Regions from separate parts of the Triticum aestivum genome. Here region 2 is linked to region 1. Evidence: chromatin contacts called from public Hi-C data. All regions are on one chromosome and are shown on one strand. The core of a region is the stretch at or near the end of the contact, and the rest is flanking DNA. Distances in the headings are between cores, read along the strand shown.

The links. A called contact is a pair of places that touch in the nucleus more often than the background predicts.
Region 2: a contact with region 1 is called in a Hi-C map of leaf, with 4 times the contacts expected there. The contact joins the enhancer-like site here to the promoter of LOC101290579 in region 1. A contact is called at or near these places in 2 of 5 Hi-C or Micro-C datasets (both in leaf).

Annotation. Positions count from the first base shown.
Region 1 is chr3D:301,526,669-301,530,315 of IWGSC CS RefSeq v2.1, forward strand. LOC101290579 (ABC transporter G family member 36) reads right to left here and starts at 1,585. Exons shown (of 21, transcript XM_044501084.1): 1 at 1,004-1,585; 2 at 778-898; 3 at 608-696; 4 at 182-426; 5 at 1-54. The coding sequence starts at 1,356.
Region 2 is chr3D:301,588,538-301,592,184 of IWGSC CS RefSeq v2.1, forward strand. LOC123078540 (ABC transporter G family member 37) reads right to left here. Exons shown (of 20, transcript XM_044501085.1): 17 at 3,540-3,647; 18 at 3,262-3,433; 19 at 2,819-3,073; 20 at 2,127-2,714. The coding sequence ends at 2,442. Among protein-coding and RNA genes, the nearest start is that of LOC123078540, 8.2 kb to the right of the region's middle. Within about 2 kb of position 1,769, at least 2 of the 8 cell types and tissues checked have an H3K27ac peak or open chromatin away from gene starts, as enhancers often do. A contact at or near this core is called in leaf, where this site is marked.

The DNA.
Region 1 (3,647 bases), core at 335-2,834:
CATCTGGCTTGATATTTGCGGCCTTCTCTCGCCTCGACAACTCAGTCAGCATATCTGGCAATGTAACAAAAAGGAAGCTTGATAAGCATAGCTCAAGCAAACTAAGCCAATCCCACAGAATCTGAAAACAGCAGAAATGAATGCATGAGCAAGTGCATGTGACAGTTGCAGAGAATGGTACCAAAGCGAGTGCCAACACCCTGGCAGCGTGCGGAGAAGGCGAGTGTCTCCCTCACAGTCATCTCCCCTATGTGGAGGTCGTGCTGGCTTATGTACGCCGCCGTCCTCTCCGGCACAAACTCCTCCATCCCGTGCCCGTTGTAGGTAACATTGCCTGAGACCTTGAGGTCTTTGTCGAGCCTCCCGGCCAAGGCGAGCAGCAAGGTGGTCTTGCCTGACCCAGGTGGGCCCAACAGGAGTGTCATCCTGCGCGAACGAAAAGAGCGTGAGGTGGAAGGAGCGATGAATGAAACCGAGCTCCAAAAGACCCGGGTCAAAGTCTACAAGTTCAATGTTCAAACAGGTGACAAGTGTACTCCGCAGGCAAGCAGAGCATGAGCATCGCATGTTTTCTGTGGCCAAAAGGCAAGAGAGATGTTTTGACTACCTGCGGGGCTTGATGATGCCACTGACGTCGTGGAGGATGGGCATGGTCCGCTTCCTGTTGGGGAGTATGCGCAGCGCGTTCGCCGCTTCCTGCACCAAGCACAACCAAAACAAATCAATGATCTCTTCCACTGACACGCAGAGACACAGACGTGTTGGTGCGATGATCACCTCGAGCGTGTTGGTGATGGAGTTGAGGACGGTGGGGAGGCCGCTGTTGCCGACCCGGACCTCCGCCTCCGCCACCAGGTGCTCGAACCGCACCTCGATCGTCGGCATTTCAATCCCAACCCTGCGCAACCAGACACGCACAAATCGTCAAACACCCGGCAGGCATGGCAACGAGACATTCCTAGCTCCGCCCACGAAACAGAAACGAGTAGTAGCACGCACGCACCGTTCGAGGCGGTCCTTGAGCTTGAGCAGGAAGCGCTCGTTGTCCTCGTCGGCGACGCGCACGAGGCGCTCGAGGAGAGCCCGGCGCTCGCGCGGCCCGAGGCCGTGCACGTCCACGACCCCCTTCCCCGCCGCCGCCCCGGGGGCCGCGCCCTCGCCGCCGTCGAGAGGCGGGAGGATGGCACGGCGGACGCGGTCGTAGGTGGGCAGCTTCTCGAGCGCGGCCCAGCGCAGCGCCTCCTCGTCGTCCTCGTCCCTGGACGATCGCGAGAACACGTCGTCGCCGCGCCGCCATATGGAGCCGCTGTCGCGCCGCATGCTGGCGACCTTGTGGATTTCCGCCGTCGCGTCCATCTCCCCTAACCCCCCACCGTCGGCGTGATTTCCAAGGGCTTTTCTCAGGCGCGTTTATGCTTATTCGGGTGAGGTGGGACTGCTGCTGGTGCTGGGAGGGAAGCTGGGACGACGGGGGTTTTGTAGGGCGTGGGAATCCGTTGGGACGGGACGGGACGGAGGAGGGAAGGTGGTGGCTTGCGCTTGCGAGTCAGAGTTGGGAAGCGGGGAAAGTGAGAACACGGGAGACGGCTTGGTTACCACGGAAATCCCCGTCCATTTCTACTATGCGGCCGCTTGTCGCTTCTAGAAGCCTAGTCCGTACTCCGAGGCTGGACTAGGGCCGCAGTCCTCTAGAAGGGCGTGTCCTTCCGCGGAGGATTGGCGAGCCAGCATTTATTTCGCCAGCATTACCTGCGGGAATGCGGGCTTGATTAAACTCGTAAGTATTTATTTGCCAACATTTTCCCCCCTCTGTCCAATCTATTTTTGTCCTCCTTTGTTTATAGGAAGGATTTTAGTAGGAATTCTATAAGGAAGATTTTCTCCGGCGCCCTTTGATTTGTAGGAATAAATTTCTATTTTTATGTGAGTAGGAACTAATCCTCTACATTTCAAATGAAAAAAAACATTAGGCTATACTCGATGGAAAATTCTTACCTATGCATCAAATGAGATCTTTTTTCCTATAAGAATTGAGATACATGTCTTTTTCTTTTTTTGCGGGGTGAGATACATGTCATTTTACTTTTTATGATTTTTCCTATTACTATCATATGAACCAAAAGAGGCCTTCATGTGATATTAGTTATTATTCAATAAAAGTATATACATGGCGTCATTCACAATTTGTGTGTTGCCTAGAATGTGTGTGTGTGGGGGGGGGGGGGGGGGGGGGGGGGGGGGGGGGGGGGGGTGTGTTGATCCGGCGACGGCCGGCCAAAATCGAGCGTCGGCGGGGAGGAGCTCGACGAGACTGGGTGGTGGTGTCACAAGCTCAGCGGCTGTCGTGGGGGTCGATGATCGGCAGGCGCTAACGTAGGATGAAAACGCCGGGGTGGTTGGGTTGCGGCACTTTTTTGGTATTTTTGGTGGTGTAGTAAGAAGGACTCAAATATTGGTACTGGTAACAAAATTTAGGTGGCTACCAAAAAAAATTGTTCACATGAATAAGTCTTAGATGTATTGTCGGAGTCATTTTTTGGGCCAAAAATCCCAAATTTACATTTTAGGTCTTGAGCAAAATTTTATTACCTTCGTCTAGGTGAATAAGTCACTCGCGTAGTTCTAGGTCATCGATTTGAGGAATTAAATATGTGTTATATGTCATGAAAAGTATATCACTAGATTTCTACACGGATGTAGTTTCTAAATATATATATTTTTTGTCACATATAATACATATTTAGATAGTTAAATCGTCGACCTAGAACTACATGAATGACTTATTCACCGAAACGGAGGTAGTAGTTCTCTTGTTGGAGATGCTCTATGCGGAAAGAAAATGAGTTTCCCACATTTTCTTGTAAATAAAACAAGTCAAAGTTAAAGCCTTTTTTCTTTTTTCCATATGGGTTATTGTCGGTGTCAAAACCGGCGGATCTCGGGTAGGGGGTCCCGAACTGTGCATCTAAGGTCGATGGTAACAGGAGAGAGGGGACACGATGTTTACCCAGGTTCGGGCCCTCTCTATGGAGGTAATACCCTACTTCCTGCTTGATTGATCTTGATGAATATGAGTATTACAAGAGTTGATCTACCACGAGATCATAATGGCTAAAACCCTAGAAGTAGCCTGTATGATTATGATTGCCTCTATGGACTAAACCCTCCGGTTTATATAGACACCGGAGGGGACTAGGGTTATACAAAGTCGGTTACAGAGAAAGGAATCTTCTTATCCGAACGCCAGGCTTGCCATCCACGCCAAGGAGAGTCCCATCCGGACACGGGAAGGAGTCTTCTGTCTCGTATCTTCACGGCCCATCAGTCCGGCCCATGTCCAACAGGTCGAACGCCCGAGGACCCCTTAATCCAGGACTCCCTCAGTTACCCACTATCTGAAACTCGTGGGACGTAGTAGAAAATTCTCCTCTGTTACAGTACCGAAAAATCTCTTCTCAAACTACTCAATACAAAATGAAGTGGTTGAGCACTCACGCCACCCACAGGGGCGGATCAGGCAAAACCCTAGTTGTCGGCATCCCACACCCTCATTTTCTCTCCTTTCCCACTGCCGCCGGAGGACGTTAGCGGGCAAGGCCTGCTCGGTCGGCGAAAGCGGCGAGAATGAGTTCTCATGCGAGGAGCTT
Region 2 (3,647 bases), core at 519-3,018, 62 kb after region 1:
TCCGCGCGACTCTCACTGGACTCTGGTGAAGCGTATCCTCCGTTACATACGCGGCACCCAGTCCATGGGACTTACGTTGATGGCCTCCGCCTCCACCGACCTCGTTGCCTACTCTGGTGCGGACTGGGCTGGCTGCCCGAACACACGACGCTCCACCTCGGGGTACTGTGTCTACCTTGGGCCGTCTCTGATCTCTTGGTCCTCCAAGCGGCAGCCCACCGTCTCCCGCTCGAGTGCCGAGGCAGAGTATCGGGCAGTGGCTAACGCCGTTGCTGAATGCTCTTGGCTTCGTCAGCTGCTCCAGGAGTTGCTTTGTGATGTTCACAAGGCCACGCTCGTCTACTGCGACAGCGTCTCCGCCGTGTACTTCTCCGCCAACCCGGTCCACCATCGTCGAACGAAGCATATTGAGCTCGACATACACTTTGTTCGGGAGCAGGTGGCTCTTGGGTGCATCCGGGTCCTCCGCGTCCCGACGGCGCAGCTGTTCGCCGATGTCATGACAAAAGGACTGCCTACTTCTGTTTTCGAGGAGTTCAGGTCCAGTCTTTGCGTCTCCGGCGACGCTTCGACTCCGGGGGGTGTTGAACATATGGTTTGTGTATGTATATTGTATAGCCAGGCCCACCTTCTAGTCATTGTATAGTTGAGGTTATGGCTCACTTCTCCATATATACGTGCGCTATGCACCGATCAATATATCGTGAAACACTGCCAAAACTCTTGTTTCCAACACGAAACAACAAAACGCAGCCCGTTCGGGAGTTATCGATTCCGTAGAATTTCCAACTCATACTTTTGGCGTTTAATTTCCCTTTGCACATTACCGAATGTCAGCCAGTCCCAGCTAGATAGGTCACCCGGTAGCTCACGAAGCTTGTCTTGCACTTCCGCAACCGAGACTGCTTCCGGATTGTTCTTCCATGCCCTCAACACATGTTTTTAGCTTCGGGTGCGTTTCCCACGTGGTGTCATATTTGAAAGGTCTAGCACCCTTAATATTCATGAGCTCTTCAAAGAAATTTAGGACAATAGGGCTGTGATCTGAGCACGTTGCCGACGCATGATCAAGCTGTGGGAAACAACGAGCTCCATGCAGCATCCGCCGCTCGGTCCAGTCCCACCCTCGTGAAAGCGTCGCCTGCTACTTTCTTCTCGAACGTCCATGGTGAACCACTGTGTCCTAGGTCAGGTAAACTACACACGTCCAACGCATCTCTAAAGCCGTCCATCTCCTAGTCATTGTATAGTTGAGGTTGTGGCTCACTTTGTACTCCATATATACGTGCGCTATGCACCGATCAGTATATCGTGAAACATTGCCAAAACTCTCGTTTCCAACACGAAACAACAAAACGCAGCCCGTTCGGGAGTTATCGGTTCCGTAGAATTTCCAACTCATACTTTTGGCGTTTAATTTCCCTTTGCACATTACCGAATGTCAGCCAATCCCAGCTAGATAGGTCACCCGGTAGCTCACGAAGCTTGTCTTGCACTTCCACAACCGAGACTGCTTCCGGATTGTTCTTCCATGCCCTCAACACATGTTTTTAGCTTCGGGTGCGTTTCCCACGTGGTGTCATATTTGAAAGGTCTAGCACCCTTAATATTCATGAGCTCTTCAAAGAAATTTAGGACAATAGGGCTGTGATCCGAGCACGCTGCCGACGCATGATCAAGCTGTGGGAAACAACGAGCTCCATGCAGCATCCGCCGCTCGGTCCAGTCCCACCCTCGTGAAAGCGTCGCCTGCTACTTTCTTCTCGAATGTCCATGATGAACCACTGTGTCCTAGGTCAGGTAAACCACACACGTCCAACGCATCTCTAAAGCCGTCCATCTGGGACTGAGTCCTCAAACCCACTCCATCATGCTCAGACTGGTGCAAAACTTCGTTAAAATCACCCATAGCCACCCAGGGAACCGGATTTGGTGGCAACAAGAACTCAAATAGAGAGTACAAATTCCCGGGCCACTAGCCAGCTCTTGGTTAGCAGAACTGATGAGATGATAGTTACCCAAGGAAACATACGCACTGCGGCACTGCCACTAAGTAATCAAACAAATCTTGAGATAAAACAATTGCTTTGTAATATTTGGGCAGCAATGGGAAGTTTCACAAGGGATTGAAGAATCAACAAAATTTCTGCCTCCATTAACTCGTCAGAAATGACAACATTACTGGTCAGGTTTACATTCTCCGACGAGAAAAGTAGCAGTTACTCAGCTAGAGCTGGTAAAGAAGCTGGAGGCTCAACAAGACTAATTAGCCTTTCCTACAAGTCCTACAGAGCATAGTTGTGCGGAATTTCTACATGCTTGAAATACAAAATAACCTCTATATCATCTACAGAAACAACTATACTTTGTTCAATCCATCCGCACTGGCTGTTGGACAGCAGTATGGCACTACGTACAAGGAATCTGAAAGAATGTCATCCTCATCTTTTCTGGAAGTTGAACCTCATGATGGCAAAACTAAACAGGAAGGCGAACAGCACGGTGAAAGCAACGTGCACCGCCGCCACAACCCACAAGAAGTCATGATGGAAACCAAAGTAGTCCGTGACAAACTGGGCGACAGTTATCTGTGGGCCTGGAATTCCCTGATCGAGCGGCTGTTGGATATCACCAAACTGGGAGGCAACCAGTCCGTATAGCGTCCATGCCACCGGGCAAATCCATGAGTACCACCTCCACCAAATAGGAAGTTTCTGAAGTAAAAGTTCAACGGATGAGTAATGTGAAAGACAAGGAGCACTGGTAAGTACAAAGTTTACACAAAAGAAATGAAAAATGTATCAAGAGTGTAACTTACAGGTCGGGGGATAAGATATCCTGAGAAGAGGTTCCATACGTTGTAGAATGCTGATGAGATGATAGCTGCTATGCTCTCATTCGGCGTCAAGCCAACAGCCATCATTCCATAGAACGTGAAATATAGCATGGTGAAGTACATGAAGAACAAGTACCACAAGAACTTGGCAACTGTCCATTCGAATCCAATCATGGAATAGACTAGCCCGCCATATATCAAAGCCTGAACCAATACGTACGGAAATTCGATAGCAACCTAGAAAAGGGATAACATGACATTGTTTAGGTTCCAGGACTGAGATAATTCAAGAATGTTGATAAACTGAGCCATGATAAACTGCCAGTTCTGTTACTTTAACCACGGCTGTGACTTCGATTGCCAGTTCTCAAAGGTCATTCATACATATGCCATGAAATAGGTAAACCGACAGTCTAAGAAATTACCTGTCCAAATGCATATGGAAAAGCTGAATACATGCCAGCTGCTCTTTCCCGGTAAAAGACTGTTCGCTCCACCACGACAACTGGTTGAACAGAACCAGAATTTTGCACTCCGATGTATAGTACTGCAGCATACATTGATCCCATGGCATTGAATAGATCCTGTGATCTTCGACTGCATCGTGATATAAGTAAGGCGTCAGATATATCTTACTTGAAGTAGCTACTATATCCAAAGTACAGAAAAAAAATGAAGTTATAGTATCAGTTAGGAGATGTACGTTTTACTTCCAAGGTCCCAGAACATCGTTCCGAACATTAGCGCAATGACGATGGTGAAGAGTAATCTCACTGCTGTGTAGGATGGGTTTCTCCAATATGACAATTTT